Regions from separate parts of the Mus musculus genome. Here all the other regions are linked to region 3. A link is a contact called in public Micro-C and promoter capture Hi-C data. All regions are on one chromosome and are shown on one strand. The core of a region is the stretch at or near the end of the contact, and the rest is flanking DNA. Distances in the headings are between cores, read along the strand shown. Region 1 holds the start of Churc1 (churchill domain containing 1). Region 2 holds the start of Sptb (spectrin beta, erythrocytic). Region 3 holds the start of Syne2 (spectrin repeat containing, nuclear envelope 2). Region 4 holds the start of 4930426I24Rik (RIKEN cDNA 4930426I24 gene). Region 5 holds the start of Plekhg3 (pleckstrin homology domain containing, family G (with RhoGef domain) member 3). Region 6 holds the start of Zbtb25 (zinc finger and BTB domain containing 25).

Region 1 (4,694 bases), core at 787-3,286, 950 kb after region 3:
TCTCTGTGGGCCCAGGCTGAGGCATCCCTTCCCCCTGAGGGACCAGCCACAGGACCATATAGTATAGAATAGAGTTTATTCAGGGCATGGGGAGGGGAGTCAAGAGGGTAGTAGAGGCAGAGAAAGGCAGAGAAAGAAAGAGTAGAGAAGTAGAGGGGTAGAGACCAGCCATGAGCATGTGGAGAGAGAGGGGAAGAATGGTCGAGAAGACAGAGCAGGGGCAGGAAGACAGGAGCAAGAGAGTGAAGAGGTGGGCAAGCAGCCCCTTTTATAGTGAGTCAGGCACACCTGGCTGTTGCCAGGTAACTATGGGGTGGAGCTTAGAATGCTAACAACTACATTCTGGGTATCATGGAGAACAGCTTTTTTTTCCTTCCTGAGGGTGTATTACCTTACTTAATATTATAAGTCCACTCATTTTCCTACAAATTTTGTGATTTCATTTTTTTTCTTTAGAACTGAATAGTATTTTTTTTCCTGTGTAGCCCTGGTTGTCCTGGAACTCTATCTATAGACCAGGTTGGCCTAAACTGCACAGAGTTTGGCCAGCCTCTGCCTCCCGAGTGTTGGTACTAATGTCATGTGCACCACTGCCCAGCTCCATTTTTTATATAGAGAGATTTTTCATTTTACTTTTATCTGTTGACAGACAACTAGGTTGATCTTAATTCTTGGTAGAGTAAATAAATCAGGAATAAACACAGGGGTGTAAATATTCCTATGTGTTCTGGGTAAATGCCCAGGAATAGAATAACAGGTTCATATGGTGATTCTAGTTTTAACTTTTTGAGTAGTCACCAAACTGATTCTACAATGTCTGTATTTTAATTTGCACTCCCACCAACAGTGACTAACAGTTCCTTTCTCTCCACATCCTTCCCAGCATTTGTCATCAGATTTATTGATGAGAGCCATTCCGACAGGGGTGAGAGGGTATCTAAAAAATAATTTTAATTTGCACTTCCCTGATGTTTGAGGACAATGAACACTTATTGGCCATGTTTTGTTTTTTTTTTTAATTTTGAAAAGTGTCTATTCAATTCATTTGCCCATTTATTGACTGGCAGTTTTGTTTCCTTGGTATTTAGTTTCTGCAATTCTTATAAATTCTGGATATTTGCCTCTTGTTTGAAATATGGCTGGTAAAGATGTTTCCCATGCTGAGGACTGTTTTTTTCTGCTAATTGTGTCCTTTGCTGAATAGAAACTTTTCGTGTAGTCCGTTGATACTAAGGGTTAGTTTCTGTTAGTGTTAGTGTTCCTGTGCTAATTAAAAAGTTCTTGTCCAAAGCAGTGTCTTTTTTAAAAAATTTACTTTTATTTTATGCACATTGCCTGCATGTGTGTTTGTGTTAGGGTGTCAGATCTTGGAGTTACAGACAGTTGTGAGCTGCCATGTGAGTTCTGGGAAGTGAAATTGGGTCCTCTGGAAGAGCATTCAGTGTTCCTAATGGCTAAGCCATCTCTCCAGCCCCTCCAACCCAATATCTTGACAACTATCCCCTATGTTTTCTTCTGGAAGTTTCAGTGTTTCCTGTTTTAGATAATGGGTTTTGATCCATTTTTGAATTGATTTTTGTACAAGGCGTATGATAAGAATCTAATTTAAATAATTTAGTAGGTTCTCGACAGCGCTCTAAGCTTCTCTTCCCAAACACCAGCTTACTCCTTCTCTGAAGTCTGATCTCTTATCTGTTATTATAGCACAAAATGGTATTTAAACTGTCATTTCAGGTTTTTTGAGTCTGGTAAAAATGGAGGCAAGAAGAAACAATTCCCCTTTTTGCTGTACTTCTGTAATTCTTTTTTAATCAGAATTCAAGAAGGCGCCTATTAGAAGTTCTTTCAGGCTCAAAGCCTCTTCCTCTTTTCGACACTTCTTTGAGTCCTCAGATCTTTTCAATACCTGAAGATTTTTGAGTCCAGTCCTCGGTGCACCCTCCTTACCCGGAGACCGCCTAACAACCGTTGCTATGGGCGGAGACTTTTAGCCAGCTGTGGAGTCCTTAGATCGTGTGCGACAAAATCGATATCTCAACTCTCGCGAGGTTTCGCCTTCCGGGTGTCGCTGGGGTCGTTCTCCGAAAACTGCGTGACGATGTGTGGGGACTGTGTGGAGAAGGAGTACCCCAATCGGGTGAGCAAGTGGGCGCGAAGAGCCTCTCGCAGGCTCGGTGTTCGACCGATATTCCTAGACAGGCCAGGGGCCCACTCTGCAGTCCTGTCACCCCAGTGACCCTGAGTACCGGCCGCAGGTTCCCTCTGGTGGCTGACGTCAGCGGTCCTTCCGGTTCTGTTGCTGGGGACAACGGGGAACCCTCAAAATTACCTACCCACCCAAATTGACAGCAGCCTCTGAGGCCCTGACGCGATCCCGGCTTCATCCTCCAGCTCGACTTGATGGAATTCTTTTTACCTCATTCTGTCGCTGAATGAACGTATGAGGTCATTTTAAAATCCACCTTTTTTGAGACAGGTTTTGTGTAGCCCAGGCTGGTTTCGAACTCTCTATGTACCCGAGGAGGATTTTGTTTGACTTTGATCCTCCTTCCACATACCTCTTGAACGCTGGCATTACAAGCGCGCGCCACTGGGCTCAATTTAGAAAATGTTAGGGATGGAAGTGAGAGCTTGGTGCGGAGGCAAGCTTGCCACCGACTGAGCTACACTTCCAGCCTCTGGTTCTAACCCACGTTTGAAGATGGCAGAACTGGTCCCCAGAGAGGACCTATCACCTGCCCAAGTATGAGAGCCGAGACTAGATTGTGATCTCCCTCTCCGCCTCGTCCCGTTCTCTTTTCCTTGCGCCTTCCCTTTCCCCTTCCCTTCTTAGCACTGAGGCCTGACCCCAGCATGTGTCCCTACCAGGCAAGCACTCTGCCAACAGAACTATACCCCCTGCTCTTATTTTAAGCCTTTGCGCCTCTCGGGCTTAGGAGGTTTTGAGGCTTGGCTCTTACTGTTCTTTCAGGGAATCACTACTGCACGTTGATGTGTGTAGAGAGTGCTTGGCTGCTCTGTGAAGGAGTGACTGCCAAGGCTCTGGGGCTGCTTCTGGGCTTGCAATTTGGGGGCATAGGATTGACAGGCTGCTGTTTAAACGTAGTGAAAAGGAAGATTGAGCAGGAATGGGGCTGCGGTGTTCTCCTTCCACATAAGGTGGGTTTGGACGATGATTTAGAGGAGGAAGGATCTGCAGGACAATAGCAAGATGAAGGACCCTTGAGTTGGCTGGGAGGGAAAACATCCTCATAGTTCTTTCTCTTAATAGTTTGTGAGTGATGGGCACACACCTCTAATCCCAGCACTGGGGAGACAGAGGCAAGCAGATCTCCAAGTTCAAGGCCAGCCTGGTCTATAGAGCTAGTTTGAGGACAGCTAGAGCTACACTGAGAAACCCTGTCTTGAAAAAACAACAAAAACCCCACAAAAAGAAAACTTCTTTTTTGAGTTATATGTAAGTCTTTTGAGATTGTTATGTTAGAGGAATTTTCATTATGGTACAACCACTTTGGTTTATAAAGTCATTACCATTCATTATCAAATTTAAATGTCCCCTGGAATGACACAGAAGTGCTTATCCCGGAAAAATGCACGTGCTCTCATCTCCTGGCAACGTGTATAAGAATGCTTGTAAGATCATTATTTGTCGTAGGCCAGAGCAAAACTCGTGTTCGTAAAAGGAAATGTCTTAAGAGTAGGGTTGTGGGCTGGAGAGATGGTTCAGCGGTTAAGAGCACTGACTGCTCTTCTGAAAGTCCTGAGTTCAATTCCCAGCAACCACATGGTGGCTCACAACCATCTGTAATGGAATCTGATGCCCTCTTCTGGTGTGTCTGAAGACAGCTTCAGTGTACTCATATAAAGAGTAGGGTTGTGAGTGTGAATTAGATTTAGAGTATCAGCTCTCAAGTGGAAGCGGTTTGGCAATATCTAGAGACACTTGATTGTCACAGTGAAGGCGCTCCTTGGCATCTAGTGGGTAGAGACCGAGTATTATACTGCAGTGCACAGGACAGCCATCTAACCGAAGGTCTGTATGCCCCAGTGTCAGTAGTGCAGACGTTAAAGAACCCAGAATTACAGCAATGGGAGCACTAGAATCAGATACAGCAGCCTGACTTTAGTCTGACAGTATTGGCGAAAGAACACATGAAGTGCAGCTTTAAATGAAGCAGACTAAATTACAGTAAGACTTTCCTGGTTGGTAAAACAAGAAGTTACTCTAAAGACATTGTGTTGATGGCTGCTAGACAGAGTATGATCGAGAGTGGTTATATAAGGGGCCAGAGAGATTGCTCGGTGATTGGTGCTTTTGCAAAGGACCTGGATTCAGTTCCTGGCATGGCAGCTAGCAACTGTCTATAACTCCAGTTCTGGGGATCCAACTGTCTGGTCTCCATGAGTACTAGGCAGGCATTGATATACATGAAATAACTGTAAATCTCTCAACAACAAAAAGTCGGAGAGAGGCTTCTGGAATATAAGAAGTGGGGGTTTTTTGTTTGTTTTTTTTTTGTTTTTTGTTTTTTTACATAACTGGTGGTTCTGCTGTTTGCTTATAATTATTGTTATGTTTCTGCTTTTATTATTTTTCTATATTGTTTTAGTTCATACTCTTTTTTAAAATTTATTTATTTATTATATGTAAGTACACTGTAGCTATCTTCAGACACTCCAGAAGAGGGAGTCAG
Region 2 (4,796 bases), core at 521-3,020, 890 kb after region 3:
GATTTTTTTTTCTTCCCTGAAGGCTCCTCTCATTCAGGAGCTATCTGAATCACCTCCCTTGGAAACTGAACTATATACATCCATTGCACAGGCAGGGGTTTTGTGTGGCTGCCTCCTAGCGTGGAGGTGACAGCCGTATCCTCTCCCCACTGAAGTTCTTAGTAAAAAAGAGACCATCACTATATAATCCCATCCCACCCTGCCGGATGCATCTAAAACAATGGCTTCTTTCCATATCCCTTCAGTGAGTTAAGGGTGTTATTAACTGTAGCACCTCTAATTGCTCACTGAAAACAGTGGTTTGGATATTAATAGACTATAAATCAAGGCCCTACCTAAGGCTTGTTGTCACGGAAACTGTACTCAAGCCTCGTAGCTATTTCCCCTTTGGGAAGTCTGGGTAAGTTGGTGGGACTTGAGGATTGTGTTAGAGCTCTTGTTTCTTCCATTTTCTGCTATTTCTCCGGGGCCAAGTTGCTGGAACTGGCACGAAGGGTAACCGTAGAGTGGGCAGTAGCTTGGAGATAAGGAACTCAAAGGGAAAAGGTGGGGGTCCTTGAAGTATAGTCCTGGGACACTTGATCTCTCCCTTCTCAGTCTACACTGGGCCACTCTGCACGTCCTGCCTGACATCCTGAGGCCCGGCCCCCTCTGCTGCCCTGAACTGTCCTCCCAGCCTTGGCACTGGGCAGCCCTGGAGCGCGCTAGCCAAGTTCCAGAAGAGGATCCGACACGCCCGGGGGTTTGAGAAACCAGGCAGCAGGAGGCACAGACGCGGACAGTCCTTAGACCGACGACAGGCAGCCCCCCCCCCCAACTTTGCTCCCAGGCGAGGGTCCTGGGGGAGGCGGCCAAGAGCACAAACCCCCCAAACCCACTCCCCGTGCCCCACGGCGACACTCTACTAGCTGGCTTCCCAAAGCTAGCGCCCTGCTCGCCCAGCGCCTGCGAAACCCACGCGGGTTCCCGCGTCCCGGGGTGACGACTGCCGCAGCCGCCAGGGCCTCCTGGGCTCCTCACCCCTCCCGCCCCGTGCTAGGCACCCGGGGCCAGGCCCCCACCGGGCTGTCGCGTCACCCGCCCCCTGGGCCCCGCACTCCCCGGCGCTGGCTCCGGGGCACCCAGCTCCCTCCCGTCGCGCGGCCCTCGGGGACTCACCTGCGCTGGGGCTGAAGCGGCGGCTACCCCGAGCCCGGGGGCGGCGGCGCAGGGGGAGGAGGGCAGCACGGGGCTCCTGGCACAGTGGCCGCCGGGCGCCTGGTGCAGCGGAGCCGCGGACCCGCCCAGAGATATAAATAACATTATCTGAGGAGGGACATTCCTGCCGGGGGACATCGCTGCTGCCGGGACCAGATAGTCCCGCGGCGGGGGCGGGGAGGCGGGGCTGCAGCCTCCCGCAGCGCCAGGCCCGCCTTCCCCACCCACTCCTGCACCTGCCAATCAGACTGCGCGCCCGGGGGCACCTGCCTAGCCGCTAGCGCCGCCGCCGCTGGGACCTGGGACGCCAGGGTCCTCTCTCACCTCCCCTGATCCCGCACACACAGAGCCCCTTGCCACGGGAAGAGGACTCGACTCTGCTGCTCCGGCCTAATTTGTGTGCCCGGAGCCGCAAGCTGGCGGCGAAAAGGAGTCCTCCCAGCCTTTCCCGCCTAGCGTCCCTGCAGACTACGATCTGGTTTTGAAAAAACATCTAAAGACCCGTTTAGGCCATAGGGTGGGTGAGGAGGGCGCCCCGGCTGTAATGCCCCTCCGGAGATAGGCTGGAAGGGACAGATTGTTCCCGCGGGCGGGTTACGTTAGAAAGCGCGCTCCCGGCCGGCTACAACCGGCTGGTAGTAGGAGCAGACGCTGGGAGCACAGGGGGTGGGCACTGGGCCGAGGCCCCCGCCCCCAGCCTGCGGGCTGGAGGCCGCGGCTCCTGCTTGTAAGCAAGGTACTGTCCCGGAGAACCCGGCTGTGCTGGTTGGTGGCGCTCAGCCTACAGTTGCATATTGCAGGGTCCATAATCAACAGGCAAGCCAGCATACCAGCCCACCTGCACCATCCTGTGAGCCCGGGTCTCCGGGCAAGACCCTGCTTTCTCACTGCAAGCTTTGGTAGGGTGGTGTACAGCAGGCCAGAGGAGATGCTAGAACCAAGGGTGTCAAGTACATCTGCGACTAGGGAGGGTGACACACGGACGAACACGGGCGGCTTGCAAGGCAGGCTATTTCCTTGACTTTTTAACAATACAAGGTCATCGCTCTGTAATGTTGGTTGCGTGCCTTGCTGTACCTTTCCTTGTTTTATTTTTATGGGGGGGGGGGAGGGGCGGCCCTCCATACGCTGTGCCTGGGATGGTCTCTCACAGACTATCAACCCGGGTAATCGCAAGTGTAATGGAGACACCAGTGGCGATTAAAAAGAGCATAGATGCAGAAGGGAGCTTTAACTTTGATGCTCCCCGGAATTCTTAACAGGAAACAGCCTTTCTCTTGACTTGTTTGCTTGAGTGTATAATTACGCTGTTTTCTAGGATTCATGAGCAAAGTGTGTTGAGTTGCCAGATGTTCAAGCTTAGTATTGGGTATTAAAGGTACGCAAAAGATATTTCACTGCCTGCTGCCGTCACACTTCTTTTGAGAGTAGGTATTTGGACAGTAAAAATGCTAATTGGGACAAAATCCACAGGTATTAAAAAGCCATAGAACTCTTCCCTCCCCTTTTGCCTGAGTTCTTATTACATACTAATTTCCCAAATGGCATCAGTATTACAAGGAAAATGACACACCGGCCTGGGCTATCCTAGAGGTTAACAGCGACCTCCCACCTCCTTCCCCCACTCAGACCATCTAGCAATTCTCTGTAGTGAGCAAGAGCTGTAGATCTTAAGCAAAGCACACATTTAGCACTCCAAAGGCCCTGGGACTCCCCAATATCCTCCAGCACCACCCCAAACCATTTGCTTTGCTTGTTGTTGAGTTCAAAATCATCTTTTTAGGAACTAATTCCTGGCAAAAACAAAAAACAGGCCAACTTCAAAAGCTGAGACTTAGATATCACAAGTAGAAATCCTTGATCTATTTTTGAAAGAAAAAGGGAGGGTTGGAATTATGTATTTATGTGTTTTAAACCGTGTGTGAATAAACTTATTAAATAAATTCATGAATCCCAGAATTGCAGCTTTGCAGCTACGTAATTATATATTAGAGGAAACAGATAATTCTTAGCTATAGGCTTGAGGCTCTGAACTGAATGGTTGCACACATATTTTCCTTTGGAGCGTTCAAATTTATAATTTTCAACCACAAGAAAAAAATGAATATGACGACGACAAACGCTCCAAAGCAACAGACAGATTAGTCCAAGATTTTACAAACCAGCTCTTCTGCTGTGGCTATCTCGACTTTAGCTGAACGATAAATAATTCAATACAACCTCATTTGCTGCAGATCCTGTTATCCTGACAACATCCCCAAATGCTTCCCAGCTAATAGAGTTACAGTGACATGATAAATCAGAGCCCAGTGAGAGAGGAAGTTTAGAAGTGCAGAGAGAAAGGGCATTGCACAAGCACAGGAATGAGAAATTCGGGACAGTGTGGGGGAGGGAGGGGGGACACTGATAGAAAGGTTCACTATCAAGGTCATTGTTGAGACAGAGCGTCTTCAGGGGCCTTCTTAGAAAACTGTACAGTATCTATAAAGTATCGTTGAGAATTCTCTACAGGAGATAAAGATGGACCTTCATCTTCATTGGTCAAAGGACTGTCCCTGCCCATCTTGACAACCTGGATTTCCAAGGTTCCCTGTAAGCTTCCCTAGTTAATCTGCAGCTTTGGAAGAGTTCTGGGACCCGAAGGGAGAGCTTAAGACTTTAGTAGATGCTGTGAGCCAAGGTTTGGGAGGAAGCCTTCAGAGACTGAGTGCCCAGCTCTAGCTGAAATCAATAGGTGAGGCTAAGGGGGTGGATGTAAGTAAGGACACTAGAGTCGTCTAACTATAGGGGGATGTCTGCTAGTCTCCTTCTCCTTCATAGTCTCTCTCTCTCTCTCTCTCTCTCTCTCACACACACACACACACACAGTTCTTTGAGAATTCCTTACATGTCTGCATCATATTCACTCCCCCAGCTCTTCTCAGAACCACTCCCTTTTCTTTAACCTCCCTCCCCCAATTTTATGCTTTTATGCCTTCCCCCAACCCTTTAAGATTAATTTGTGCTGCCCAAATATGCTATTTTTATTGAACCACAAAGCCAAAGCTATTTAAGTAAACCACTTTGAATTAAACATGAACATATATATTAGAAAGATACTCAAAAGCAAATGCAAAGCTAACCCTGACTAATTCAAGTCCTTAGTGGCAATAATGAAGGAATCAAGAATTCATGATACTAGCACGTACTATACCCTTTAACTGAGCTCCAGTCCAGGAAAGGAAACCGAATTTTCCTTCCCATGTCTGGGATTACCTAAGGGTGCCACTTCCTTCTCAGTGTGCAGACAAGAGAGAAGCAGTAAGGCTAATTTCTCAAGCACACCACTGAGAACCAGGAGGGGCTGAGGACTGGGGCTCAACCCTTTGCCCTCATGCCTCAGACTCCTAACGGCTCCCCCATCCTCCCATTTTTGTTCTCTTTCGATTCTTTTTCCACGTAGCAGCCAAATTCTACTCTAAGAAGGAAATCTGATTGTGCCACTCGGTTACATTAAATCACCCGTGGCTTCCCAATACTTTCAGGATACAGTGCTAAGCACTTAGCACATGAGACAAAATCAGTAAAGATAAAATGAGTGAATAAGTGAACAAATCAGG
Region 3 (4,996 bases), core at 489-2,988:
TATATATATATATATATATATATATATATATATATATTCCTGACTGCAATTTCCCCTCCCCTCCTCCCTTCTCCTCCCAGTCCCTCCCCCATCTCCCCTCTGCCTGTAACTATTCCTCTGTGTTTCTCTTAAAAAAGGTCAGGGTTTCCTTGGATACCAACCAAACATGGCATATCAAGTTGCAATAAGACTAGGCACCTCCACTTGTATTAAGGCTGAATGAGACAACCCAGTAGGAGAAAAAGTGTCCCAAAAGCAGGCAAAAGAGTCAGAGTCAGCTCCTGCTCCAACTGTTAGGACTCTGACAAGCAGATCACGCTGCAAACTATAAATACATATATATATTCTACAGCATATAATTCATATATAATATGTGATAAATAATATAATTCTATATATTTATTTTGAAATATATATATTTGAAAAAATATTTTTTGAGAAAGTCTTTTGTACCCCATCGTGGTCTCAGACTTGCTATGTGGCTGAGGCAAGCCTTGATTTCCCAATCCTCCTGTCCCCACCTCCTGAGTGTTGGATTACAAGTGGGCACCATCACTTCATGTTTATATGAAGTGCTGAGGATCAAAGCTAGGCAAGCAGGCTACCCACTGAACCACACCTCGAGCTCCGCCCACCAAGCCATTACGGGATGCATAGCAAATAGTCTAAGAACTTGGAAGGTCAGAGTGAACCTAGAATACAAGAAATGCCATGCAGATATAGTACGGCGAAAAAAGACAATAAAGCATGTATTTTCACAGTTTACTTGTGTCACCTCAATACTCGCAGAGAGGAGAGTGTGGATAGAATTAAAACCTACGTTTCCCGGAAACATGGATTAGCTGAACCCACTGTCGTCAAACTTTTAATCTTCGACCCTTACCATTTAATTTGGGCCATCAGTAGCGCACTAAGCAATCCAGATAAGATTCTGCAGCTACACAATATGCATGAGGCGGGACTTGCATGAAGTTAAATTTGATTGCGATAGAAACTCAGGCCACTGCCTCTTTGTGATTTAACAGTGAAGTGATGCGTTGGTGTCTGACTTCAAGAGTCTTAATACTATAACAGCGACTCGAAACGCGAGTGGGAGTCAGGTGATGTCATCCTGAGTTCACAGGATTGAGTAATTTGCTGGAAAATCCAACTGACACCTACAGGACAGATTCCCAGGGACCCACTTTCTCCTGAATGTCGTTGTTTGAGGCGGCTCTCCTCAGCCCATCCTGCAGGCTGGCACGCGCGGGGCGGGGGGGGGGGGGACAGGGAAATAGGGTGGGGGGTGTCACTTATCTGCATTGTTAAATAAGCACCTCCTTATCTTACCTCCGTAGGTGAGGTCGAGGTCTGGGCTTCCTGACACTCTTAAGAAGCCGATGAAAAGTCCATGTTTCTCTAAGGCTCCACCTGGGTTCAAGGACCGGATCGCGGTCGGCTCGCTGATTTGTAGATCTAGGCATCCACCCACCGTGAAGAAGTGAAACCCGCCTGAAAAGTGTTCTAGGAGAGTCGGCCTCCCCTTTGTCTCCAGCTGCGGGTAGGCACGGAGGCGGAGGCTCGTGAACCTGCGTTCGGAGTTAGTTCCTCACTCCCGCCACCTGCAAGGGTCTGTAAGGCGGAGGGAAAGTTGCGGTGGCCGCAGGGAGGCGGCTCCGCCCCCAGTGCGCTGCTCCGGGCGGCGGCGAGCGCGGGACTGGGCGGGCCGGGAGGGCGCGGGGCGTGGTCTGTAGCCTCCAGTCCAGAGCGGAGCGCGCTCGGCTGCGCCGCAAGCCTTCGGCCGCACGGAAGAGCGAGCGGGAGAGCGATCGAGGGGCGCCATCGAGGCAGCGAGGCGAGGGGGGCGCGGAGTAGGTCGGGTCGAACTCCGGCCCTCGCCTCCCGGCCGGGCAGACAACGGTGAGCGCAGCCGCGGGGGGCTCCGCGCCCTAAAGCGCCCTGCGAGAGCGGGAGGGCGGGGAAGAGGCGGGCACGAGCCCTGCGGAGTCCCCAGAGCCCAGCGGGGAGCCCGGGGGGCCCACGGGAGTCTCTGGATGCCCGGCTCCCAGCTGGGCCGTGGGAAACTTCACCCGGGAGGGGACAGCGGGGCGCGCGGGGCGCTGTAAACTTAGCGGCGGGCGGGGCACCCTGGGGATCGCGGCGAGCGCCAGCGATTGGCGTTGGTGTCCCGGGCTTCTTTGTGTCACCTCCGGGCCCGGCCCGCGGGTGCACCCAGCTCGGCCCCGGGACTCCCCACTGTCCCCCTATCCCGGTCCAGGCGGGCGCGCTCGGCTGATTGTTTGCATTCCTCGCGTCACGCCTGGGCGGGAAAGATTTCGAACCGGGTGTTAGAACACTGAAGCCGCGGCGCAGAGATTGCAAAACCACGGGCGGCGGGAGGCTAGCCCCGGGGACCGGAGAACCTGCAGCCGGGGCGCACACTGTGGACAGGACGCGGGACCCTTGCGTTGGAAGAGAAGAGGCGGGCGCGGCGGCCCTGAGTCTCGGCGGGCGGAGAGGGGGCGCTGGGACCGCGGGGATTATAATTCCATTTTGATCGCTTGCGGTCTTTGTTGTCTGTACAATTGCCTTTAGGGTCTGACGGTAGCACCTGGTCCTCCTTACGGTCTCTCTCTTGAGGTCTGAAAAGATGCCCAGTGTGGGAGGGGGCCCGTGGATTGCATCCAGGGCTGCTGGCCACAGGAGCCGCTGCCTGAGATGGAGGTGGAGAAGTCCAGTGTAACACTTGCCTTTGTGGACGCGCCTTATTTCCGAAAGTTGTTTTCCCCTCCCCTAGTGGAAGGGAGCGTCGGGACGGAGTGGCAGCAGGCGCGGTTGTGCACAGGCACCATGTAGTAGCTCGAGGCAAACCGGGGAGGCTCTCAGTAACCGTGGGACTTAACAAATGTTTGAAAAGTTTTATTTGAAGCAACTCCACCTGCTTCCCTAAAAGTTTCCATCCCCCAAAGCTCTTGCTGGAGGTAATTCTGTGGCTGAGCTCGAATGTTCGGGTGGGGGCACAGTTAAGCAGACCTGGCCTCCTCGCAGCTCCCGTTCCAGTAAACGCCATCATGGGAGAAGGAGCATTCGGTTTTTATGGCCTAGGATTTTTGACGTGTTTACACGCTTCAACGCATGACTGGGGCTCCAGTTTTCTTTCTGGAAAATTCTCAAGACTTCCAAAGGCTTTCCCTGCGGTGGCTACTGTGTGGCCTCTGTCCTGCCTGTCAGCTGCCTCCTCCTCTGCAACACCCCCCCCCCCACACACACACACTCGGGGTGGTGGGAACAGGTGTAATACACATAAAGTTTTATTAGTGAAGACGCTGGCGAAGATAAAAATGAGTAAACCTTGGAAGGGTTTTGGTCTTTGCCTACCTAGTTGAGTTAAAAAGCTTCTTCCATTTGGTTTTGTTTGGATACAGGGTCTCTGGTAATCAAGGATAGCCTTGAATTTGTTACATAATTGAACCTGGCTTTGAGCTCCTTATTCCAGCCCAGGTGCTGGAATTACAACTTTCAGCCACCAGTTCATGATTTAACAGCTTCTATTTGAATGTTTAAAAATCCCAAATTAAACCACTTTGGATCAACTTATCTGATACAGTAAGAGTCTCTCTCTTTAAAAAAAAAGAGTAAGTTTACCCACTTAGAAATGTTATTAGCGTTTCAATGGACTCGGGCTAATGGTGTTGCTGGATACTGCCTGTGTTTACAGGGCTGAGTCACAGGGGGTTGAGTCTTGTGTGCCCTCAGTAGCACCAGTGAAAGTTTACTGGAGGATTCAAAGCAGAATAGGTCCCATTCTAGCAACTGCCAGGGACGAAAAGCTACTTATCATTTATTGGCTGTGACTCATCATGTGTCTAAGTAGCGATTTCCAGTAATTTCACAAACATTCATATCTGCCAATAGGCTCTTGCAATGTGCCAACCACTGGGCTGGACACTGGGAGACCCAAATAATACAAGTGGTCATTCGTGAGGTGCTTATTGTGAATGTACGTATAGCCTGTGGTTATCTTGCTCATCCGTAAGTATTTATTGAGTATGCAGGTTGCATTGTGCTAGAGGTGAGGGCATTGGGGAGACTATAGAGTGCTAGGTGTGGGGACTCTAGAGTGGACAAGGCAGCTGGGGTCACTTCCTTTATATACTGGAGAAAGTAGGTGGAAAATAAAATACATTATCAAACTAACAGCTCGCTTTGTACTTTATTTGCTTATCTACTAAGGATTAAACTCGTGACTTCATTTACGTTCTCCCAGTGAGATATACCCCAGCCCCTTTCTATTTCATTTTGAGACCAGGATTTGTCAAGTGGCCGCAGGCTGGCTTTGAACTTGTTTGGGATCTCCCAGTGTGCTCCACTGTGTCCAGTTTAATCATGGTGTTTGAAGCGTAAAGTACATAACCTCATACTCCTGTTCTGAACCCTCTAACTGCCCTTCTGGGTCCCTCTGGTGGGCACAGACCTGCGGGGGGCTCCTGGAGCCACACCCCTTCCGGTTTCTGGTCCTTCATCCTTTTACCCATCCCATGTCACATCTGCTCTCTCCTCGCCTTGCCCAAGTGTCTTAGGTACAGCAGCTTTCTTGCTGCTAAGGGTCTTTGCTCTGCCTGAGATGTGGTCCCTTCACTGCTATCCTCATTGTAGCCTCCATCCATAGCTCAATGCGATTGTCTCAGTGACTCCCAGGTTTAAAAAATCACACCCTAGCAACTCCCATTCTTCCTTCATAAGTTTTGTCTCCATTGCACCTATGGCTGCCTAATGTATAATGCATCCCTCACTAATTTATAATTTGTTGTCTCGTACTAACACATTGCCCTCACCCCCCCCCCCCCCAACTCTCTCTGAGCCATCTTACCCACTTCTGTATCTTCTTTCTTTTTTGGAGACAGAGTCAGGTAGCCCAGGCTGACCTTGAGTTTGCTATGGAATTGTGGACAATCTTGAACCCATCTTCTTACTTTTACCTCCCAAGTGCTAACGACAGGCATGAGCCATGGAAACC
Region 4 (5,151 bases), core at 82-2,581, 590 kb after region 3:
GGACCAAATGTCACTCTAGCTCTAGGGTCTCTAATTCTGGCCTCTGCACCACATTGCATACACACACACAGATAATTTTTTTTTTAATCAAAAGCTCTTTTAAAGTTTTTTATTGAATTCTGTCAACATTACCTTTTAGACAACGAAAACTTTCATGTTTCTCATACTGTCTTCTCCATCACTGTCTCACACGACTTACTGGCCAGTTTCAGAGGGGTGCTTCTTTCCTGGAGCTTCGAAGACAAAAACAAACAAACTAACAAACACCCCAAAGCACAAAAAGTTGCTTAACATATCCAGATTCTAATCTTCAATTCTGAACTCTTCTGCCCTCCTCGTCGCCCACATTCCACCACCTCAACCTCGATAAAGAATGCTTTTCTTACTCTCCTTTGCAGGAGTTAGGCATGTCACCTCCTCAGGGATGCTTTGATGTTTTCCCCTCAGGCTCTGTGTGCCCCTCCCTGCCCTCTGTTGTCACCGGACTGGCTTACCCCCTTATCACACGACTTAGGCCCGTTTCCCTTGTTCTTTTCATCTCATATTGGGCACCTGTCAAAGTTTTACAGCGACGACTGTCCTCAGCTTCCCATCCGTAAGGCGAGGCGGTCGTTCTACATTACAGGTCTCCGTTTTCCTGTAGGGAGTCCTTTTACAGGAGCCAGCTTCTGCCCACCCCCTTGTTCCAGAGAATACTTTCCAAAATTATTCTCAGATTCCGGCTAAACAAGTGCCAAAGACTCTTTTTCATCTACTTCCTCTCACAAGTCTGTGCTGCCAACCTATTCTTCTCATTCAACCGAACTCCGCGCAAAAGGACTAATTCCTTAACAAGATCACGCGTGCGGGGACGGGAGTCAGAGGGGTGACACTGGCTTATTACGCAGTGCCACCAAGAAGTCAAAACCGCCCATTAGGGCGCCTGAAAGAAAATAAACTAGGAAAGCCGAGGGAGAAAGTTGGGCGGAGGCGGCTCGCGAGCCGTAGCCGCTCGCGCTGCGCGGGAAGCCACCCGCCTCCCGGGTAAGCACCCCGCATCCTTCCCCGGTCGCGCACTTTCTGAGACGCGCTGGGAAGGGGGAGGGGTACTGACTCGTACCCGCCCAACTTCGCAGTCCCCGCCCTGGAACCGCCCCTCACCCAGCCCCAGTCCCCGCTACAGGAACAGCAGGGGCAGGGAAGGCGAGAACCGATCCCAGCCGTTCTGTATTCGATGCAACCGCCCTAGAAGGAATTCGGGCCCCGGGAGCCGAGTCAGTGGCGGCACCCGACACCGAACGGTACAGAAACCCTTTCGGAGGCCAGCGCCCCTTCCGTGCTGCCTCCGCGCGCCCCGCCCCGCGCCTCCCTGCCACACGCTTCGGATTCTGCGCTGCTCATTGGGCATCTGCCCCGCCAATCTGAAAGATGTTAGCGAATCACGCTTTAGAAAAGGCAAAGAGAACGGGAAAGGGGGCTTTCACACTGGCTCCCCTGGCGCGAGCTTAACGCCCCCAAAGCGGCTGGAGGCACTGGGCGGGGCTTCATTTGCATAACGGCCGCCCCTTGGTCTCCCTGCCCAAGGCTGGCGTCAAGCGCCTCACCCAACTAGATATCAGTTGGACCACCGGCTGGTCACTCCGACCAGGCAAGCCTGTGGGAGCGCCGGACGGGTTGGAGCGGGCGGGCCCGGGGACCGATTGGCTCTGAGAGTTTCCAGCAGGCAGGGAGGAGGGGACTATAAGAACCAGAAGCCCCGTAGAGGTCTCCGGGAGACGCTAGTCGCGCTCGTGGAGAGTTGTGAGAAGCGACCGTTGGCTCAGGTCCCGGCTTGCGCTTGCCTCTCCTGACGCTTTCGTCCTAACGTTGCTTTGCCTGTTTTTTCAGTCAGGATGTCTGCCCGCGGCCCGGCTATCGGCATCGACCTGGGCACCACTTACTCGTGCGTGGGGGTATTCCAACATGGCAAGGTGGAGATCATCGCCAACGACCAGGGTAACCGCACCACCCCCAGCTACGTGGCCTTCACTGACACCGAGCGTCTCATCGGCGACGCCGCCAAGAACCAAGTGGCCATGAACCCCACAAACACCATCTTCGACGCCAAGCGGCTGATCGGACGGAAGTTCGAGGACGCCACAGTGCAGTCCGATATGAAGCACTGGCCGTTCCGAGTGGTGAGCGAAGGTGGGAAGCCCAAAGTGCAGGTGGAATATAAAGGGGAGATGAAGACCTTCTTCCCTGAGGAGATTTCTTCCATGGTCCTCACTAAGATGAAGGAGATCGCCGAAGCCTACCTGGGGGGCAAGGTGCAGAGCGCAGTCATCACTGTTCCTGCCTATTTCAACGACTCGCAGCGCCAGGCCACCAAGGATGCGGGCACCATCACCGGCCTCAACGTGTTGCGCATCATCAATGAGCCCACAGCAGCGGCCATCGCCTACGGCCTGGATAAGAAGGGCTGTGCGGGCGGCGAGAAGAACGTGCTCATCTTTGACCTGGGCGGGGGCACCTTCGATGTGTCCATCCTGACCATCGAGGATGGCATCTTTGAGGTGAAGTCCACGGCCGGCGATACCCACCTGGGTGGCGAAGACTTCGACAACCGTATGGTCAGCCACCTGGCGGAGGAGTTCAAGCGCAAACACAAGAAGGACATTGGGCCCAACAAGCGCGCTGTGCGCCGGCTGCGCACCGCCTGCGAGCGCGCTAAGCGCACCCTGAGCTCGTCCACGCAGGCCAGCATAGAGATCGACTCGCTCTACGAGGGCGTGGATTTCTACACGTCCATCACCCGCGCCCGCTTCGAGGAGCTCAACGCCGATCTCTTCCGAGGGACCCTGGAGCCGGTGGAAAAGGCGCTGCGCGATGCCAAGCTAGACAAGGGCCAGATCCAGGAGATAGTGCTGGTGGGCGGCTCAACCCGCATCCCTAAGATCCAGAAGCTCCTGCAAGATTTCTTCAACGGCAAGGAGCTGAACAAGAGCATTAATCCCGACGAGGCGGTGGCCTACGGCGCCGCTGTGCAGGCGGCTATCCTCATCGGCGACAAGTCGGAAAATGTGCAGGATCTGCTGTTACTCGACGTGACTCCATTGTCGCTCGGCATCGAAACAGCTGGCGGTGTCATGACCCCACTCATCAAGAGAAACACCACGATCCCCACCAAGCAGACGCAGACCTTCACTACCTACTCAGACAACCAGAGCAGCGTGCTGGTGCAAGTGTACGAGGGCGAACGGGCCATGACCAAGGACAATAACCTCTTGGGCAAGTTCGACCTGACTGGGATCCCCCCAGCACCCCGTGGGGTCCCCCAGATCGAGGTCACCTTTGACATCGATGCCAACGGCATCCTTAACGTCACTGCTGCCGACAAGAGCACCGGTAAAGAAAATAAAATCACCATAACCAACGACAAGGGTCGGCTGAGCAAAGACGACATTGACCGGATGGTGCAGGAGGCGGAGCGGTACAAATCGGAAGATGAAGCAAATCGCGATCGCGTGGCAGCCAAAAATGCGGTGGAGTCCTATACCTACAACATCAAGCAGACCGTGGAAGACGAGAAACTGAGGGGCAAGATTAGCGAGCAGGACAAAAACAAGATCCTCGACAAGTGTCAGGAGGTGATCAACTGGCTTGACCGAAACCAGATGGCAGAGAAAGATGAGTACGAACACAAGCAGAAAGAGCTTGAGAGAGTGTGCAACCCCATCATCAGCAAACTTTACCAAGGCGGTCCAGGCGGCGGCGGCTCCTCTGGAGGGCCCACCATCGAGGAAGTGGACTAGGCTTGCGCTGGAGTCCGCGTAAACCTCTTTTCCTTTCTTTTCTTTTTTCTTTTTTTTTTTTTTTCCTTTTCTCCCTTTTGTTTTGGTTTCTTTTAAATGTCCTTGTGCCAAGTAAGATCTATTATTGGAAGTCTTTAGCCTGGTGCATACATATGAAAGGAAAGGTGCAACAACTTAGTTTAGTTATAAAAGGTTAGTTCTAAAAGTTTGATTTGGGGGAAAAATGAGGTTTCTCTTTAATGCATTTAGAGCGATTGCTGATTTAAGCTCTTTTTGTTGTTGTTAAGCTTACGTATGTACATGGAGATTTGCTTGAAAGTAGAACCCTGATGCTCGCACACCTGACCTGTGGAAGCTTGGTTACACTAAGACACAGGAAAGCTTGAATTGTTTATTTTTATGTACTATGAGATGAAAGTAAGCACTGCAGTGATATTAAAGACAGGTATATTCTGTAAACACATAAATGCACATTTAAAGTAAAGCTGAAATTGATCTCAAAATTGCTGTCTGGCGTTTTCAATTTTTTCATCCTATGTTTTCCTCGAGTTGATCTCTTAAGAAGTTAGTATGCTGTGCAATGCATCTAATCCAGTTTTCTCTACCTCTCAGATGAAGCTCCTGCCACAAATCACCAACAATTTAAGGGGGTGAAGAATCTTGATAACCCTTTAATATTCAGAAACCTGATGGGGTCTCTTCACGTGACTCTAACCTCCTAAGCCCTGGTTCAAGTTTAAAGTGTTCAAGTTTAAAACAACAGCAACAAAGCTACCCGAGTGTTACAGGGCAGTACAGGCTGGATCCCAGAGACCTGTACAAAATAGCTTTTCTCCAGAGTAACAAAAATGACAGCATCTTTTCTCAGTAGCCAAAGGGTTATAGAAAGTGTGCTTTGTGGCATACAGGTTCCTGAAACAAGAGCCAGCAGGCAAGTTTAAGAGTGATGTAATATTGAGTCCCAGTCTGGTCAAGTTTGTTTTCATTTCCTATAAAACAGCTCAACTGTCTGAGCTTCTGGCAAACTCTGGAAGAACCTGACTGGGAGCTGTAATTACTTGGGAAGTGGCTCCTTTTCTCCTTTGAAGATCTTAGAGCTTGTACAATACCTGTCTCAAATCACTGTTACAGTTCTTTTTTAAAATCACATTTATTTGGGAGTGGACTAGTTATGTGAGTGGTTCCCTACACCGTGTGCCCCCAGGATCGAACTCAGATTTTTTGGTTGGTAGCAAGTGCCTTTACCTGCTGAGCCATTTGTTTTTTAGGTTTTTGTTTTTGGTTTGGTTTGGTTTTTTATTTGTTGGTGTGGTTTATTTTGGTTTGGTTTGGTTTTTTGAGACAGGGTTTCTATGTAGTCCTGACTATCGTAGAACTT
Region 5 (5,064 bases), core at 1,117-3,616, 720 kb after region 3:
CAGAAAGGCTCAACGCTGAGAAGGGGGCTGCGGCTCGGCTTGAGACCCTGGTCCTGACACTGACTCTTGGAGGCTTGGAGGTAGGAAACTGATTTTTTATAAAATCTTGCTTGTTTCATCTGGCTCCAGCATGGCCTTATTGAATGCTTCTTACAAGTTCTGCATAGTAAGATTACAATCTTTTCAGGAAATGGGCATATAAATTAAAGCAATTAGAAACAACTCGAGGCTTTAGAATCAAGTTCAGAATGGACTAACAAGTGTCTAGAAGGAAGTGGAGAAAGAGCTGGCTGGCTAAATGCAGTTTTCCCTGTGGGTAGAAACTCCCAGCTCTACCACCCACTAGCAGTATGACCAAGCCTCAGTTTCTCCTGTAACCGCAATTGTTCTTGTAAAATGCTCAAAGGTTAACACAGTAAGCACTCCAGTGTCGCCCCCTCAGACTACGCCCCTTGATGCAATTGATCTTGGCCAGACTGCTCCATCCTTAGAGCCTCAGTATTCTTCCTGCAAAATGGGAGTAAGTGTATTCCTGCCTTAGTGATTATAAAGTGCAGTGCACTTGGTAGCACCATTCCCTAACCATTACTATCATCAACATTTTATTTTTCTTTTCTAGCTAAGGAGCCAGTCATACATTCAAAAGTTTTAAATCTCTGGATTGGGGCTGGGGGACGTCTTTGGAAGTTGGGAGTTTAAGATTAGTAGGAAAGGACTGGTAAGATTTAACAGATTAGAGAAGAAACCAGAAACCCAGAAAGTTCGAGGTGGGAAGGAGTGGGGCTTCTCCCTTTCCCATCCCACCCCGTAGTTTTATCTCTCTCCCCCGTTCCCGGGTAATCTTGTTTCTCACCAGTGCTGTCCTCTAGTCTGCCGCTCTTCAAGCCTAACCTGTGGACTAAGTAACGTGAGCCTTACTTTCTGGCCCTCCCGCAGTCAGGAGCAAGGACTACTTTAATCTTTACTCTTCCCAGGGATCCCGTTTCAAAGTCACCTGAAAGCCATTTCCTCTCTCTCTGCCCCGCCCCTCCCCGTAAATCACTAGGTGCTTGCTTTTCCCTGGGGCAGCTTTTTTTTTTTTTTTTTTTGAGGGCAGTGGTGGAGGAGGGGATTTTATAAGCTATTTAGGATTTTCACTTGTCTACACTTGGCGGTCTAAATGCTGAGTTACTGGGGTCGATTCTCCATTCCTGTTCCAAGAACCTGGTGCCATCGTTTAACGCAGGAGTCCTACTTCTTCTGTGATCTCACACTGGGCTCCCATCTCCTACCCCTCTTCATGGTGCGTACTGGGGACAGCATCTAATGCTACCTCCCCTAAGATCTTTACCAATGAAAGATTTATTCTTAGTGAGGTGTAGTAGCGCACACCTATAATTCTAGCACTCTGGGGGATCACTCAAGAGTTCTGGGCTAGCTTGGGCTACAAAGTGTGGGCCTGTTTCAAATCAAAAAATAAAATAAAAACAATAATTAGGGCGTGGTGGTGCACACCAGTAATCCCAGCACTCCGGAGATAGAGGGTGGAGAACCATTACTCTCAAGATTACCCTCTGCCAGTCTCAGATAATTGAAATCCTGCTTCAAAAACAAAAACCACACAAAAGATTTATGTTCTTGCTCAAAATCTAACTGGTTTGTATTCTATGTGCTTGTGCTAATCATCCCCCAATTTTCCCATCCCCTAATTTCCCGGTACATGCCTTTTGTTGATAGATCGCACTCAAAATGGGGTCCACTGACATTCAGGTTCCTCGATCAGTTTTTCTCATTAACAGTCCCACTGAGCGCCGCGCCCCGCCCCGCCCCAAGTTATGCGCTTCTTATCTCTTTCTCCTCAGAAGGTAAGATTTTACAACTGTAAAGAGCCACCGAAACCTAGTTTCGGCGAGGAATTCGAGACGTGCCTTTCTGACTCAGCGGTCGTGGTGACCTGCTCCAGTAGGACCAGGACGCCCTTGCCACCTAGACCTGCGCTTCTCCTGGGAAAGTCTAGGTGGCTGGGCTCCGAGTCCTCTCTGGTCGGAACCTGGTCTGGAGGCTTTCGTTGCCCTCTCGGCGTGATATCAGGGCGGTGGCACTAGAGTAACCCCACCACGTGCGCCTTGGGATCCCAGAGTTCCAGGTGGCAAGGGGAGGCGGCCAGCGGGACCCACACGGCGGGCCACGCGCGTTAATCATTAGCCACGGCGGCCGCTGTCTACAGCGGGAGCCACAGCTCGCTCGCACCGCCGCGAAGGTTCCCCCGGGCCCCCCAGAGCCGCCAATTGCTGGATCGCAGCCGCGAGCGCAGTCTCCACCCACTGGAAACATTCCTGGTCCGCCCCTCCCTGGCTCCCTCCCTCTCCCTCTCTCTCTCCCTCCCTCCCTCCCGCCGCAGCCTGGACTCCGGCCGCAACTTCCTGCCCGGTGCTGGGGAACCGTGCGCATTTCGGGGGTCCCCCGGCGTCTGGTGCTCGCAGCGAGCAGAGGCTGGGACCGCGGGGCGGCCAGCCGTGGGCGGGAGCGGCCGGCGGCCTCTGCCGCTTCCGAGAGCGACTTTCAAACTCGAGCCCGCTTCGCGGCGCCACCTGGGCAGCCCCGCGCGCCTGGCGCGTCGCGAGCCGGCGGGGCGGCCACCGCTTGGTGAGTGTCCCTAGGTTTGCCTTTCTCTCTTTGCCCATGCTCGATTGGCTGAGTGGCAGCGCTCTGCGGAGACCCCAGGCTAGCCCTCTGTGGGATGAGGACCTGGCCCCGAGCTGCCTCGGACACACTCGGAGGAGGTTGGGTCGCGGGAAGGTCGTAAGGGGAGTCACTTTTTATCCCCACCCCGGAAACCAAAGCAGCATAGGCTTTGCAGAGTTTGAAATCCGGGCAGCTCTCGACATTCCCGCCACCCCTTCCTTGTGTGCCCTGACGCCCGTGGGCTAGTGCTTGCCTGAGACTGTGGGCTCTTCTAGAAGGACTCGCCTCTGGTCCCGCCAGCCCAGGAGTGCGCAGGCACTCAGTCTGTTCTGGGTTGGTGCCACACCGTGCTTCTGGGAATCTCAGCTGCATGTCCAGGAGGATTAGAGTGGGTGTCAGAAGCCAAGTGTCCAGGAGCTGCAAATCTAGAGCCCCTTGATGCTGCCCCTAACAGCCTCTCCTTCACTCCCTTCAACTGGTTTGGTTATTCACACCCTTCTCTCAGACCTTTGATTTGGGAAGCTTCAAGCTTCAGTCGTTCAAGATGCTCCTTTGGTGGTAACGATTTATTCTGCGGCTACTTTTGAAAACAAAGGGGGGAAAAAAAAACCGGAACAAGCCGCATGATGGTTGGAGGGTGGAGAAAGCGGCGCTGCGAGGTGGTGCTAAAAGTTGGGTGAGAGTATATCGTCTAGAGTCGCTAAACTCTTGGTAGATTAAGGGCTGTTAAGATTGTTAACCCTCCCAGCAACCGATCAGTACTAGAGCACCTTACAGAGAACCCTAGTCTTAGGGTTCCCAGTCTTCCAAACTGTGCTTGTTCAAGAGTGCATTCCAGTCACAATGAACCCTTCAGAAATAATTAGTGTGGAGTAAAATGACAGCCTGAGAGGGAGAGGCGATGTTCCCTGCTGTGCCTGGCCTTCCCCAGTCCCTCTGCTAAACTGGAATCTTGTGTTATAGATGCTCAGCATAAAACCTAGGGACTAAATACCAGAAAGCCAACTGTGGCGCTGCTGTTATTCCTTATGGTTCTGGGCTCACTGGATGGCTCACAGACCCCATCTCTCATGTAGACAGACTACTAAATGCCTGCTTGCCTCTGCTGGCCGCACTCTCTGGACTTTCCCGCTGGTGCTGGAAATCCGCTTTCACCCCTTCACTTAGTCTGGGCTGATAAGGGTGGTAGTCTGTTTTAGAGTGGCCTTGGGGCTTTTCTATTGACTTTTTATCAGAGGTGGCCCGACTAGGAGAGTGGGAAGACCACTGGGCTGAGAGTCCGACAGGATTTTTGCTAGAGGTTTAATGCTGGCTGTATTGCGTCACATCAGAGACTGATCGGGTCTGAGGCTTTTTTTCTTACATGATTGGCCTGAAGCCAGATCTCACCCTCTCCTCACTCACTTATCTTTTCTGACTCAGTTTCCATACAGAGCAGCCTTTTTTCTTTATAGGGGATGTGGTAACAATAAAGGGGAGAAGGGTGTATGAGAAGTAGTCCATAAACTCCTATCAAAAAAAAAAAATAGCTGTGTAGTGGCTACAAGGAGCCCTTACATGTTTGCTGGTTATACCCCATGTGTGACACAGGAGATGGTGGACACCAGGAGCCAATTGTGGCAGTTTACACTCTCTCTGGCTTGTAATATCATAGTCCCAGAGTAAATATTGACTTTACCAAACCCGCTGCTATCTCAGGGTCACCGTGTTTATGCTTAGAACAGGCCAAAGGCCACGGCCTGAGCGATGGCCAGACCCGGAGGGAAGGGAGGAAGGTGCTGGTCCCAGATGTAGGGCTTGCTATTCCCACCCCACTCACCACCCTGTACAGGTTCTGGTCCTGAGACTGGAGGGTGCCACAAGCCGTGACTTGCCCTGGAGGGTTAACTGTGAAGCTGCTCTCTGTTGTGTTGTGGGTGGGGAGGACCATGGTGATGGGAGGTGTTGTCTTTGCAGCTGCACTGAGGGCTGACTTCAGTCCAGCCATCCCGGGCTGTTCTCCGGCCCAGGCCACTGCTCTGTCCCGCCTCTCTGGCCAGCTGCATGTCCAGAGGCCTTTGTTAAAGTACAGAAGCCCTCCCTACTCATTACCCTCCTTCCCCAGGACAGGGCTTGGCATTACTACAGACTGAAGGAAAGCTCTTCTGGAGCCCCCAGGTCCGACAGACCCGGGAGGCTCATCCCGAGGCCTCCAGTACTGCCGGGTACATACCATCTCTGTTGTCCTCTTTCCCTCCTCCTTCCTACATCCATGCATCTTAGATCTATTTTATTTATTCATCCATTTTTATCTAGCAGCGTCTATGTATGAATACAGGGCACCAGGGAACACGGCAGTGACTGAAATATAGTTTTTTTTTTTTTTTTTAGCAATTGTTGACCTGGCAGAGTGGAATTCTA
Region 6 (4,481 bases), core at 1,703-4,202, 550 kb after region 3:
AGCTACCATCTTCTCTGCCAGAGAATAACAGCTCCATGAACACACTTCTAGCACAGACTAAATAATACCCTCTGCCTAAAAAGCCTGCTGTTTCAGAATTAAACATTGGTTTTGATCTGTATCTACAAAAGCAATTAATTACAAAATCTCAAAACCTTAATAATATACACTTTTCTTAAGGTTAATTTAATAGAAGAAAAAAAGGCCCAATAAAATGAGAACAGAAACCTAACAACGGGTGGGGATATAATATAGCCCAGTAGTAGAGGCTTTGTCTGGCATTCTCAAGATGGCAGGTTTGATCCCCAGAATACAACCAAGTACAATTAAAATGAACTAATCATGAAATTTCATGTTAGCTTTGAGTACTGTCTTTTTCCTCCACTTTCTTTTGGGGGTGGGTGAGTGAGTGGGGTGGTGAGACAGGGCTCACTATGTAGCTCTGGCTGTCCTGGAACTTACTATGTAGACCAAACTGGCCTTGAACTCTGTCTCCCAAGTACTGGGATCTAAAAGGTGTGCACTACTATGCCTGGCAAAACATATTCTATGTGTACTTGCATGAATTCAGGCATACCATATGTACGCAGGAGCCTGTGGAAACCAGAAGGAATCCGTTTCCAGGAACTGGAGTTATTTCAAGTTAAGAGCCACATGGGCGCTGGAAGCCAAACCTGGGTTGTCTATATGCACAGTAAGCGCTCTCAACTGATGAGCCATCTCGACAGACTAAAGGAAGAAGCAGTGGCTGAGGAATCTAACTGGCATGAAGTGGAGATCAAAGGATCCAATTCCATCGCTGGTAGAGGTAACTACTATCAACTATTTTCTTTTTGGCTTTCTCTAAGGACTCAGATGCACTTGCTCTGTGGGATAAACAAGCAGAAAGGGGGCACAGGAAGTGGTGTAGGGCTACTTTACAATTCATCAAAATAAGAGCACCTGCACTGCTTTTCTATAGGAACTCTGACAGTTCGCCAACTCTTTCCTAGCTCTTACTTCAAAAATGGACAAATTGGTCAGATACCACCAGCAGCTTGCAGGGAATAAATCACTTTGGGTCAGCGGTAGGTTAGGCACTATGCTGCACTTCCCAGCGTGCTAGGAGATTTTACTGCCAAGCCGCTCAGGCCCCTCCTCCTCAGCTAGACAGCCTGGCTCCTTTGCATTCCCCTCAGGAGATCGGGTGGAAGTACATAGCTCCACTTTGTAAGGCATAGAGGGCAGCTGAAAGTCCTGCCTGGCCTCTCTGAGCAACCACAGGCGCCAATAAATCAGCCACAGGCGATTCTCTCACCCCCTTCCTGGGGAGCAAGATGTAATGCGAAAGAGCACTGACTAGGCTTGGAAGATAAGTGATTGAGACTCACATTCCTTTGCCAACTACTCTTGTCACCACAGTCAGGTATACCTCTCTGGCTCACTCACTTCTGCCGACTTAAAACATATTTATAACAAGACAATACTACCCTTTTAGGGAATTCAGTTATTAAAACTGCCGGCAAAGGTTAGCACACAAAACTAAACCTGACTGGAAACTCCTTACAGCTTATTATAGTACTGGGCATGACAGTCTAGTGTGTGGTGGGGTAGGTGGGGGTCTTCTTGCTGACCACCCAGGATGTCTCATTGCTCCCTAACTGAATCCCAGCCATCTTGACTATTTCACACCTACTCATCCCACCCCCAAGTCAGGCAGTGGCTATGTACCTATATCTAGGTTGCTTCAAGAATGATGCCTAAACCTAAGGCCGAGACACGTGGCCAGACCAGGGGGCATACACTCTTAGTTCCTGCGAGTGAGAGCCCGACCTAAGATCCATTGCTACTTCTACACTAGCCTGGGCTATCAACTTGAGAAGTCCTGTAAACCTGATGTAATTTTAATCACTTCTGGAGTATACACTGTCCAAAGCAGGATAAACTGGCACTGCAGTCCTGAGGCTAATTATGAAAGGTGCAGAAACTTTGATCGGGCAACACTCTGCTTCTTAGGCCGGGTGTTAGCTGTGAAATGAGGGATGGACTCGATATTTAAGGTCCTTTTCAGCTGAAAAACTCTGATTCTAAGATGTACTTCAATTCTGTCAATCGACAGCTCTGCAGCTTTTGAAGGACTTGCTGGAGTCCCTCGAGGAAGAAGGCCAACTTTAATCCCTTAGAGGGAGATGGGAGTTAATTTATAAAACACACAACACTAGCTGCTATCAGGTTCCAGGTACAGCGCAGTGCGTTACCTAAGCAACTGATAACGGCTTGATTCCTCCAAATGAGTGCTAGGGAGACGATGATATAAGATGGGGGCCAGAATTCAAAATGAAAAACCACTGGGCTAAGAGAAAAATTAATTATTAGGGTAGGGGGCTACTTGCCCTAGATGCTAGGTACTCACAAACTGGATGGGGGAGGGGAGAGTGAGGGCTGCGCAGCCCGATCTGGACACCCGCCCACTTGCTAGAGCCTGGAGGCCTGACGCGGCCGCCCAGGACCCGGCTGACACAGACGGATTGAGGCTTCTGCGCCCGCTCGGAGCCCGGCCCGCAGCGGGAATGGGCTCTAAGGCTGTGCGGCAATCGCGCGCGCCATCCCGCCCGCGTTAGGCCCCGGCGGCCCACGGCCAGGGGCGGCTCCGCGCGCCCAGCACTCGCTCGCCGTTGCTAATGTCCTCCTTGGGCCCTGACTGACATCTCCAACGGACCAAAAACAGCACCCCTCTCCCCGGCTACTTGCATCTGTCCCGCGACGGGTGCAGCTGCAGCCGCCGCCCGGGCGGCTCGCGGCGGGAGGGACTGAGCCCGGAGCAGCCCACAGGGGCAGGGCCGCGTTGCTTACCCAGACTCCGCCGCGGCGGCGGACTGGCGGGCGGGCTTCTCTGTGCGGGAGGGGCGGGCTCCCGCGCGGCGCACACCACGCGGCTGCGCCCGCTCACGCACCCGGCGGGCTGCTCTCGCGCGGCTTCCCGCGCCCGGCCCACGTGACCGGACTGCCGGGAAGCGAGCGGCACCCCGGCTAGTGTGCGTGCCTGCCTGCGTGCGTGCGTGCGTGCGCGCGCGCCTGCCTGCCCGCCCGAGTGGCCAAGGCGGGGGTCGGCCCCGCGCTCCGGGCGCGCCTCTGCCACGGTCCCCAGTCGTGACTGGAGGCGGAAGTGTGGGGACAAGTTCGAGCGTCACTGGCTCCCCACACGTCTTGGCGTGACCTGGGAACTTTCCCCGGCGTGTGCAAAAAAAAAAAAAAAAAAAAAACCCAAAAAACAAAAAAAAACCACGGGTGCCCCCTCGGCCCTGGGTGGGGACGGGCAAGGATGCACCGGCGTCTGGCGCGGGAGGGGGACGAGGGCGCGGGGCAGGCAGCCACATGCGGCGGGAGCCAGGGAGGGAGGCGGGCCGGGCGGGGCATGGCGGGGGAAGTGACTCAGGCCCGAGGCTGGCGGGCCCACGCGAAGAGGAGTCGGGGGGCACGGAGGACCCCGAGCGGACAGGCTTTAGGCTGGACGGGACGAGAGTGTCACCCCCCCCTCCAGGCGTCCAGGGTGGAGCGCGGGGGCGGGTCCAACTGCGGGGCCCTGCGGGACAGGGGTCTGACATCTGGGTAGAGGGCGATCGGCATCCAGCCCTGGGGGAGTCGGGAGGATCCCAGTGGCGTCCAGCTGTGCAAACAGGAGGAGGGCCAAGCCGACTCCGGGGAGAGGGGCGACAGTGCTGCTCCAGCCGCCGCCGCCCGGGCGCCCGCGCTGCGGGCAGTGCCAGCCTCCCCGGCCCGACGCAGAAACTTGTTGCAACCAACAGGCGACCGCGGGTGCCCCTAGCCGCCAGCGGCGGAGTGGGTGGGCGGGCGAGAGGGAGGGGAAGGCTGGCGGACGCCGCCGCGAACTGGTGGGCAGACCCGGAGTCGCCGCGTAAGCGGGGCCGGCTCAGTGCGGTGCGGCAGGCGCGGCTGTGCGGCAGCGGAAGTCCTTTGTTGCAGCGCAGTCCCTGGCAGAGCCCGGAGTGTCTCGGCGCAGCCCAGCCGAGCGCCGCGCGCCGTCAACTGCAGCCCGCAGCCCCTCGCCTCCGCCCGCCTTCCCAGCGGCTCCGCTGCCCTCAACTCCATAAAACCTCCGCAGCCGCGCGTCCCACCGCGCCCGGTGAGTAGCTGCCAGTCGTCGGGGCCATTTGCGCAACTTTGGCCGAAGCTGGGCCACGGGCCTGGCGGAGTGCGTGGCCGAGGCGGCGCCGACCGGTGCGGGGAGCCGGAGCGTGGAAAGCGCGCGGCGAGGAGCCGGTGGCGGGGGTCTGCCGAGCGGCTTCGCTCGGGGCCGGCCGTCAGTCCGGTGCGCGCGGCCTCTCCGGGTTCCGGACGAATCCCCTCTCCAGACGACTTCCCAAATTACTTCTTTTCCCTTTATTTTATTTTGTGCTGGGGGGGTGGGGGGAGGGGAGGTGGAGGCGGGAGGCCGCGCTTGATTGACGGGCCCAGAGCGCGCTTCGCTAACTTCCAGCTGC

The links. Promoter capture Hi-C pulls out the DNA fragments that hold promoters and counts their contacts. A called contact is a pair of places that touch in the nucleus more often than the background predicts.
Region 1: a promoter capture Hi-C map of pre-B cells shows a contact between it and region 3. The contact joins the promoter of Churc1 here to the promoter of Syne2 in region 3. A contact is called at or near these places in 3 of 39 promoter capture datasets (the 3T3-L1 cell line, hippocampal neurons and pre-B cells), 2 of 115 datasets of contacts at active chromatin or transcription factors (bone marrow-derived macrophages and embryonic stem cells) and 1 of 9 other capture datasets (liver).
Region 2: a contact with region 3 is called in a promoter capture Hi-C map of pre-B cells, with 3 times the contacts expected there. The contact joins the promoter of Sptb here to the promoter of Syne2 in region 3. A contact is called at or near these places in 1 of 39 promoter capture datasets (pre-B cells) and 1 of 115 datasets of contacts at active chromatin or transcription factors (pancreatic cancer cells).
Region 4: a Micro-C map of embryonic stem cells shows a contact between it and region 3, with 5 times the contacts expected there. The contact joins the promoter of 4930426I24Rik here to the promoter of Syne2 in region 3. A contact is called at or near these places in 2 of 39 promoter capture datasets (cranial neural crest and pre-B cells), 3 of 484 Hi-C or Micro-C datasets (embryonic stem cells and uterus), 2 of 115 datasets of contacts at active chromatin or transcription factors (microglia and pro-B cells) and 1 of 9 other capture datasets (adipose tissue).
Region 5: a contact with region 3 is called in a promoter capture Hi-C map of pre-B cells, with 3 times the contacts expected there. The contact joins the promoter of Plekhg3 here to the promoter of Syne2 in region 3. A contact is called at or near these places in 1 of 39 promoter capture datasets (pre-B cells), 2 of 484 Hi-C or Micro-C datasets (both in embryonic stem cells), 2 of 115 datasets of contacts at active chromatin or transcription factors (embryonic stem cells and pancreatic cancer cells) and 1 of 9 other capture datasets (adipose tissue).
Region 6: a Micro-C map of embryonic stem cells shows a contact between it and region 3, with 6 times the contacts expected there. The contact joins the promoter of Zbtb25 here to the promoter of Syne2 in region 3. A contact is called at or near these places in 3 of 39 promoter capture datasets (liver, pre-B cells and stem cell-derived epiblast-like cells), 3 of 484 Hi-C or Micro-C datasets (Sertoli cells and embryonic stem cells) and 10 of 115 datasets of contacts at active chromatin or transcription factors (astrocytes, cardiomyocytes, embryonic stem cells and 6 more).

The regions. Positions count from the first base shown.
Region 1 is chr12:76,763,502-76,768,195 of GRCm38.p6, forward strand. It overlaps Churc1 (churchill domain containing 1), which reads left to right and starts at 2,037. Exons shown (of 4, transcript NM_206534.2): 1 at 2,037-2,137. The coding sequence starts at 2,099.
Region 2 is chr12:76,708,777-76,713,572 of GRCm38.p6, forward strand. It overlaps Sptb (spectrin beta, erythrocytic), which reads right to left and starts at 1,771. Exons shown (of 36, transcript NM_013675.3): 1 at 1,159-1,771.
Region 3 is chr12:75,816,580-75,821,575 of GRCm38.p6, forward strand. It overlaps Syne2 (spectrin repeat containing, nuclear envelope 2), which reads left to right and starts at 1,739. Exons shown (of 116, transcript NM_001005510.2): 1 at 1,739-1,899. Gm40447 (collagen alpha-1(II) chain-like) reads right to left here and starts at 3,049. Exons shown (of 7, transcript XM_011244246.1): 1 at 2,918-3,049; 2 at 1,330-2,772. The coding sequence starts at 3,049. The coding sequence ends at 1,504.
Region 4 is chr12:76,402,663-76,407,813 of GRCm38.p6, forward strand. It overlaps 4930426I24Rik (RIKEN cDNA 4930426I24 gene), which reads right to left and starts at 1,332. Exons shown (of 4, transcript NR_166810.1): 1 at 495-1,332; 2 at 133-233. Hspa2 (heat shock protein 2) reads left to right here and starts at 1,514. Exons shown (of 2, transcript NM_001002012.1): 1 at 1,514-1,627; 2 at 1,867-4,276. The coding sequence starts at 1,872. The coding sequence ends at 3,773.
Region 5 is chr12:76,531,194-76,536,257 of GRCm38.p6, forward strand. Plekhg3 (pleckstrin homology domain containing, family G (with RhoGef domain) member 3) reads left to right here and starts at 2,367. Exons shown (of 19, transcript NM_153804.4): 1 at 2,367-2,625. Mir5135 (microRNA 5135) reads right to left here and starts at 2,019; the gene lies at 1,941-2,019.
Region 6 is chr12:76,366,608-76,371,088 of GRCm38.p6, forward strand. It overlaps Zbtb25 (zinc finger and BTB domain containing 25), which reads right to left and starts at 2,953. Exons shown (of 3, transcript NM_028356.2): 1 at 2,833-2,953. It overlaps Zbtb1 (zinc finger and BTB domain containing 1), which reads left to right and starts at 3,913. Exons shown (of 2, transcript NM_178744.3): 1 at 3,913-4,123.